Regions from separate parts of the Rattus norvegicus genome. Here region 2 is linked to region 1. A link is a contact called in public Hi-C data. All regions are on one chromosome and are shown on one strand. Each heading gives the region's core, a stretch centred on a gene start, on an enhancer-like site or on the middle of the called end of the contact. The rest is flanking DNA. Distances are from core to core; before and after follow the strand shown. Region 1 holds the start of Dnaaf2 (dynein, axonemal, assembly factor 2). Region 2 holds the start of Vcpkmt (valosin containing protein lysine methyltransferase).

Region 1 (3,779 bases), core at 620-3,119:
CTGACGTCTACTGGAGTTCACAATAAATGAATGCAGTAGTAGCTATAAAGAGACCAAGACCAGACAGGAAGCAACTTATTACAAAAGCCTTTCGGAGAGCAGCCAGTGCCTGCTCCTATCTGCTGAGTCATCTTTCCAGCCCTACAAAGGATCTTTTCTTTCTTCCTTCTAGTGGTTTAACATTAAGCTACCAGGTTGGCAGGATGGCTCAGTGAATAAAAGTATTTGTTGTGCACAAGCCTCACCACCCAAGTGCCATTCCCGGAACGCACACTGGGAGACACACTCCCAGAAGTTGTCTTCTGACCCACACATGCGTTTGTGGCAAATGCATGCGTGTATAACAATGATAAAATTGCAGAAGTACATTAACTTATCCACATAGGTAGAGGAAGCAGTGAGCATCTGAATCGGACATTTAAGCACCCGATGACATTTAAGAGGGAAGAGGAGACGCACTGGTGACGCCCGTGTACAGGGAAGCTGTGACAGATGAAGGGCAAGGACAGAAAATTACGAGAATTCAGTACTGAAAATGAGAGAGGAAACCAAGGCAAGGAGTCCATTTCCAGCCCTTTCAAGCTCCATTACTCAAATGGAGACATCCGATGGACAGTTGGACGAGTCTAGAGTTTAGAATGTGAAACAGAAGTTGGTTATTTGAGTTTCATTTACTTGTTTTGGTTTTCCAAGGCAGGGTTTCTTTGTGTAGCCTCGATTTTTCTGGAACTTGCTTCCAGGCTGGCCAGGAACTCAGATCCTCCTGCCTGTGCCTCTGAGTGCTGGGTTAACGGTGTGAGTCACTGCTCTGGCCAAGTATATATATTTAATTTGTGAAAGAGATGGCCTGTCGGAGATGAGATGCCATCCAAGTCTTGGGACACTCTACTTAAAATCGAACAGAGGAAGGCCTGCAGCTTGGGGGAGAGAATGCTTGTCTTGTACGTGTCAAGCCCTGGGTTTGGTTCTGTGACATTCCCTTCCACAAAAAAGGATGAGTTAAGAGAGAAGCCAGGAAAAGCTCTTGTTATTGAAGTAATGCCAGTGTAAACTGCTAAATGCTGCACAGACAAAACCGGTGTGGGACTGACCAGCTATCAGTACATAACCATACTCTGGGATAGCTCAGGGTAGAGCTCATGCCACAGGTGGGACGTCCTGGGTCCCACACCTAGCCCTATAACAAAACAAAGTTTCTATAGTCTGGCGCTAAAACTCCATTATCTAACTACAGTGTCTGCTGCATTAGTTCCTTGTGGAGCACTGTTAGAGACGACAGAATCAATCTAAGGATATGTGGTTTAAAAAAAATAAGTGAAGTTATAATTCTATTCTCAACCCAGGGAAATTGATCAGGACAAAGTCTATAATTTTGCTAAGTGATTTATGAGATCTGACATTTACATTACAAAAAGTGAACACCTTTCCAGTGCTTACTGGGCTCTGGGATCTGCTTGGGGAGTCATTTTTTTGCCCCCAAGGGTTTCTGAGGGACAACTATGAGGTGAAATACCTGAAAATGGAAAGGGCTTAAACATTGGTTCTGCAAAGTGCAAAGAGTCAGATAAAGTTAGGTTTGAGAATTGTAGCCTTGGCTAGAAAACTTCTCACTTGTCTGTGAAATTAAACAGTTAATAAGACACAGCCACAGCGCTGAAAACGAGGACAATTACCATGACAGACTGCAAAACACACGTATCCTGACGCAGTAGTTTAAAGCACGGAACAGGGGAGCCTATTTCTAGCAATTTCCACTAGATCACTGCCCCTCCTCCTGGGTGTTACCATGGCAACAAAGCACGCGCTGCCCTGATAATTCAGCCGTTACCTTTCTGAGCTGGTCAGTTCCTCATGAACCTGACTCTGAAGCGCATCCTAGACACTCGGTTCACGTTGATTCTTCACTGGGTCTGGGTGAGGGGCCGCGTGGGTCACCATGGCCAAGACGGCAGCCTCTTCAGCGCTGGAAGACTTGGATCTGAGCGGAGAGGAGGTGCAACGGCTTACCTCCGCTTTTCAGGACCCAGAGTTCCGCCGAATGTTCTCCGACTACGCCGCGGAGATCACGGACCCTGAGAACCGGAGGCGCTACGAGGAGGAGATCACAGCACTGGAGAGGGAGCGTGGGGTGGAGGTGCGGTTCGTGCACCCTGAGCCGGGCCACGTGCTGCGTACCAGCTTAGACGGGGAGCATCGCTGCTTCGTCAACGTGTGCAGCAACTCACTGGTAGGCGCGCCCAGCAGCCGGCCAGGCCCCGGGCGTGGCGGCACGGCGGCCGGCAGCCACTGGTCCCTGCCCTATAGCCTGGCCCCGGGCCGCCAGTATGCGGGCCGCAACGGTAATCGCTACACCGTCTACGACGTGGTCTTCCACCCGGAAGCGCTTGCGCTGGCCAGGAGCCACGAGCGCTTCCGCGAAATGCTGGACGCCACGGCCCTGGAGGCGGTGGAGCAGCAGTTCGGCGTCAGGCTGGACCGCAGGAACGCCAAGACCCTGAAGATCAAGTACAAGGGGACGCCGGAGGCCGCAGTGCTCCGCACGCCCCTTCCCGAGGGCGTCCGGGCTCAGCCCGAGGGGGAGCTGCCAGGGCTTCTCCCGTACCCACCATACCCGTACCATTACCCCGCGGCTGCGGAGAGCACCGCCCGCTCGCCCGCGTCCCCGGCTCCCAAGGCTGTGCAGCGCCCGGAGCCCACCGAACCGCGCTGCTCCGTGGTGCAGCGCCACCACGTGGACCTCCAGGATTACCGTTGCTCGCGCGACGCGGCCCCAAGCACCGTGCCGCACGAGTTGGTGGTCACCATCGAGCTGCCGCTGCTGCGCTCGGCCGAGCGGGCGGAGCTGGAGGTGAAGGGGAAGCTGCTGTGCCTAGATTCCAGAAACCCCGACTACCGACTGCGGCTCTCGCTGCCGTACCCGGTGGACGACGGCCGCGGCAGGGCACAGTACAATAAGGCGCGGCGGCAGCTGGTAGTCACGCTGCCGGTGGCGCTGGCGGTCGCGCGCCAGGACTTCTCGACGACACCGGAAGGGCCTACGGCCGAGACCGGAACTGACAATATAGCCTGCACTTCCGCGGGCGATCTTGCCGGGGCTCGGGAAGAGTCTGCAGATAGTTCTGGAGCTGACCACGGGAGAAAGAGCTGTGTGGTAGCCCCAGATGCCGGGACTGCAAAAGCTGAAGGGGAGCTCGTTCCCGAGCCGGAGCAGGACTTCGGAGGGGACTCAGTGACACCACTAGGCCCCGGGGAAGGGACAACTCCTGAGAACCGAAGCCTCCTTTATTCTGCTTTCCAGAGCGGCGACGCTGAATCCCTTGCGGAAAGATCGGGAGTGTACGGAGACCTCAGTGTCCAGACTAGTGAGGAACAGGAGGGGACCTGCCACGACACCTCGGGCTCAGACATGGGTGGCCCGGGAACGGAGAGCATCAAACCCTTGTGCCCTCCTTTACAGTGTAATCAGGATGAAGACTCCTTGACTTTGCTCATCCAAGTGCCTGGGATTCAGCCGCAAAGTCTTCACGGGGATCTGAGTCCCTTCAGTTACGAACTGTGCTTCTCCACACAAGACTCAGGTTACTCCTTCACTTTGCAGTTTGCTCCGGAAAATAAGTTGAGTACCAAAGAACCTGCGATTAGCATTTCTTTAAACAATGCTGTCATAGTACTGGCAAAATCTCCAGAGAGCCACGGACTTTGGCGAGAGTGGTATTGGGGCTTGAACAAGGATTCTTTGGAGGTAACCGTTCTCACTATTTGAAATACTCTTATCTTAC
Region 2 (3,779 bases), core at 775-3,274, 370 kb before region 1:
AAACTGCCACCAAAGACTTACAAGCGGGAGCTTTCACACCCGCCATTGTACAGACTACCTTTGTTTGAAAATGCAGAAACTCCTCAGTGACCTTGGCCACGTGTAGTCATTGACACTGGATTAGTATTTGTAAAGGTTTTTAATTTATTCAAAAAAGACATAGTATTTTAGTACTTTTTACAGAAATGCTACTGATCAAATAAGCTTTTAAGAACTAGTAAAATTGTCAGATGGCAGTGGTGCACACCTCCAATTCCAGCACTCGGAAGGCAGAGGCAGGTGGGTTTCAGGGTTTGAGAGCAACCTGGTCTATAGAGCAAGTTCCAGGACAGCCAGGGCTACACAGAAAAACCTTGTCTCAAAAAGTCAAAACCAAAACAAAAAGAAAAGAATCTGAAATACTAAAATGCAAAAGCCCCTCCTCACCGTGGCCCTCAGGGGATCAGTAGCACTGCCTGATCAGCTCCTCCGTGCTGCCCAAGGCCAGTATAACGAATCTGTATTGCACTGTACTCTGCTAGAACATGGCTGAGAACGTTTCTGACTGCACTGACAGGGGCTAGCCTCGAGGGAGCTCTCAGGCCTGAGTGATAGATGCCTTTTTAAGACAATGAATTTACGCAGATCCAGAGGATGTGTGGTGGTATTACTGGTTTTTAACCCTCTGACCACCTTCTAGCTTTTAACTTCGTTTGGTTTTTACATCTAGGAGAATTATGAATAATACCCACTGTTCTTAAACTCTTTGAGGCCATGTCTTAAATGTCAGTATTTGCTGCTGAAGACAAAACGGAAAATAGAATGAAATAATAGAATGCACTGTGTTTATTATTTTGGTAAGATTATAAACAACTCTGTATAACCTGATTACAGAAGGGCATGTATCTCATTAAGATGTGCCTTTTGTTTTGCAGTGTGTGGTGTCTTTAGCTAATGATTTGCCTATTGTTTGGGAAAACAAAATTAATATGCCATATATGTACAGTTTATTTATATTGTATATATTTAAAGAAAATGCTAATAACCTATATAAATGTAAGTGACTTGAGGCCTATAATACAATCTGCTATTTTACTAATTTGTAAGTCCAGAACAAAAGTTTCTTATGGCATAAGAACCAACTGCCATCTGCCTTGTCTTCACACCTATTAACTGTCTTTAATCTCGTGTTAACTGAAATTTTTAAAGTTTTTCCAGATTAGTAATATTTAAACAGAAAATACTTTAAAAGCTTTATTAAATTTTTTTTTTAATCAGACAGGATAAAGCTTTTCCCATTTGGATACTCTCGTTCAAAGTGATCAACGTATGTTGTGCTGATAGTGCAGTAGCCCCCATTGTAAAGTAGCCAAAAGCCATGTTGTTTATCTACTGGTCTGTGGCCTTCTACTGTGCTTTGCATCAGAGTTCTTAACAAGGTTAATAAATCACCTCAGTCTTAATTTGTAAAAGACTTGCAATGTCGTTTTTATCACAAAGAACTAGAAGAAGCTGGGTGTAGTGGGGAACACCTGTAATCGCAGCACTTGGGAGATTAAAGACTGAAGCACTGAAGTTCAAAGCGAGACTCAACTACTTGGAGAGTTTGAACCTACTTGGGATACAGAAGACCATCCTGAAAACAAAAAACAACAAAGCTGAAAGAAATGTAGAAAAATGAATATCTTATCGTGTGTGTGTGTGTGTGTGTGTGTGTGTGTGTGTGTGTGTTGCATACCAGAAGACCATCCTGAAAACAAAAAACAACAAAGCTGAAAGAAATGTAGAAAAATGAATATCTTATCGTGTGTGTGTGTGTGTGTGTGTGTGTGTGTGTTGCATACCAGAAGACCATCCTGAAAACAAAAAACAACAAAGCTGAAAGAAATGTAGAAAAATGAATATCTTATCGTGTGTGTGTGTGTGTGTGTGTGTGTGTGTGTGTGTGTGTGTGTGTGTTGCATACCAGAGATCCAATTGGAAAGTCAAGCCAACATGCAGGTCTCTCCTACTATCTGAGTCCTGGAACTCAGGTACTTGGTCTTACTGGTCATCTTTTGGCTCTGTGGGATTTAAATGTTAGAGGATTAACCTTTCTTTTCAGTTAAAAGCAAGTAGCACGTTCCAAGCCACCACTTTTATGCACTCATATAACAAAGAAGCACAGTACAAAAACTTCTTGAATGTAACCATTTTTGGTAGGACCTGGGTAGCTGCCTAGATTTATAGTCAACAGCTGTGAGTGAGCTATGGAAAAAGCACTGTCGTTTGCTTAAAGAGCGCTTAAAGAGCTGATCAAAGTAGCAGGCAGCTGGGCCACTCCCAGGTAGATTCTGCGGGTTTCTACCGCCTTCCGGGCTTTGAGAGTCACGCATGCGCTTTGAACAACCGCTTTGCCGCTGGGAAGTACGGGTCCTGCGTGAGCGTGACGTCAGCACGTACCGCAGCCTGTGGCGGGCAGGAGCTGGAATATCGTCCGCCGAGGAGCGGGAATACCGTCCGTCGTGGAGCCGGAGGTGGAGGATCCGCTCTGGAGCTTTGTGCGGGTTCTGGAGAAGCGAGATGGGACCGCGCTTCGACTGCAGCAGTACGGCTCCGGAGGCGTGGGTTGCGTTGTGTGGGACGCCGCCATCGTCCTTGCCAAATACCTGGAGACGCCGGGGTTTTCTGGCGATGGGGCCCACGCTCTGAGTCGGCGCTCGGTGCTGGAACTGGGTTCCGGCACGGGGGCCGTGGGGCTCATGGCTGCGACCCTCGGGTAAGAGCTGGCGGGAAGGCATCAGTTCACCGGCGGGAAGGCGTCAGGTCACCGGCGTGCAGCCGTGCGCCTGTACCTCAATCGAGGTTGTTTTTTAGGGCAGATGTTATAGTCACTGATCTTGAGGAGCTACAAGACTTGCTGAAAATGAATATTAATATGAACAAGCATCTTGTGACTGGTTCTGTTCAAGCCAAGGTACTGAAATGGTTTGTATGGCCTTTCAGCTTGTTTTAAGATAACCGCTTACTTGTGCTTTAAATGGCATTTTGCACAACGCATGCTTAATATGATGGAAAGTTTCTGCTTTTCGTTTCTAAAATGAACACTTTAAGTCGTCAGAGCATCAGTTAAAGACATATGTTTGACATTTTTAAGGGGTGATGACATAGAAGACTTGATGTCACCAGACTACATATTAATGGCGGACTGCATATACTATGAGGAGGTGAGTATGAAGCCAGCTAGTAGTTGAACTGTGTTGTCCTGAAGCCCACAGCTCTCCGTAGTTTCACACCTCCAGGTGTGGGATATTTTTCTGTAGGTGATGAGGCAAGTAAGAGAAGACAAATTATCAAGGGCAACACAATCTTACAATTCAGGATAAGCATACAGGCCTGTGAGTGGTGGTTTGGAGGCTTTTTGTAAAACTTTAAAAGGATTTTCCGGTTTGGATAAATTCTGGAAAACTAAGATACCTTCTGTTTGTTCATTTGTTTTTTCTTTCCTTTTTTTTCTTACCTTTCCCATTGACTGCTAACCATGACATTGAAAATTAGTTAAGATGCAAATTGGCTCACTCCTAGAGTCCCAGCACTTCTGATTGTCATAAATGCTAGGCCAGCATGGATCACAGATGAGACTCCAAAATTAATTAGTTAATTCTCTGTCAAGATTTTAATAGACTTGTGGAATGGTTTTCTTTACATATTAGTTTACTCAGTGTTGGGCAGTACTTAGTTTTAAATTAATGCCTTGAGCCATCTGACCTTCAAATTTGGGTCAGCAGTTAAGAGCACACACTTCTTCCAGAGGATCCAAG

Evidence for each region. Hi-C and Micro-C count contacts between places; a contact is called where the count stands out from the background.
Region 2: a Hi-C map of liver shows a contact between it and region 1, with 4 times the contacts expected there. The contact joins the promoter of Vcpkmt here to the promoter of Dnaaf2 in region 1. A contact is called at or near these places in 6 of 12 Hi-C or Micro-C datasets (the Rat2 cell line, Schwann cells, frontal cortex and 3 more).

Annotation. Positions count from the first base shown.
Region 1 is chr6:93,404,413-93,408,191 of GRCr8, reverse strand. Dnaaf2 (dynein, axonemal, assembly factor 2) reads left to right here and starts at 1,869. Exons shown (of 3, transcript NM_001014197.4): 1 at 1,869-3,742. The coding sequence starts at 1,937. It also overlaps a transcript of Klhdc1 not described here.
Region 2 is chr6:93,776,645-93,780,423 of GRCr8, reverse strand. It overlaps Vcpkmt (valosin containing protein lysine methyltransferase), which reads left to right and starts at 2,024. Exons shown (of 5, transcript XM_063262661.1): 1 at 2,024-2,737; 2 at 2,841-2,946; 3 at 3,116-3,185. The coding sequence starts at 2,885. It overlaps Sos2 (SOS Ras/Rho guanine nucleotide exchange factor 2), which reads left to right. Exons shown (of 23, transcript NM_001135561.1): 23 at 1-1,453. The coding sequence ends at 90.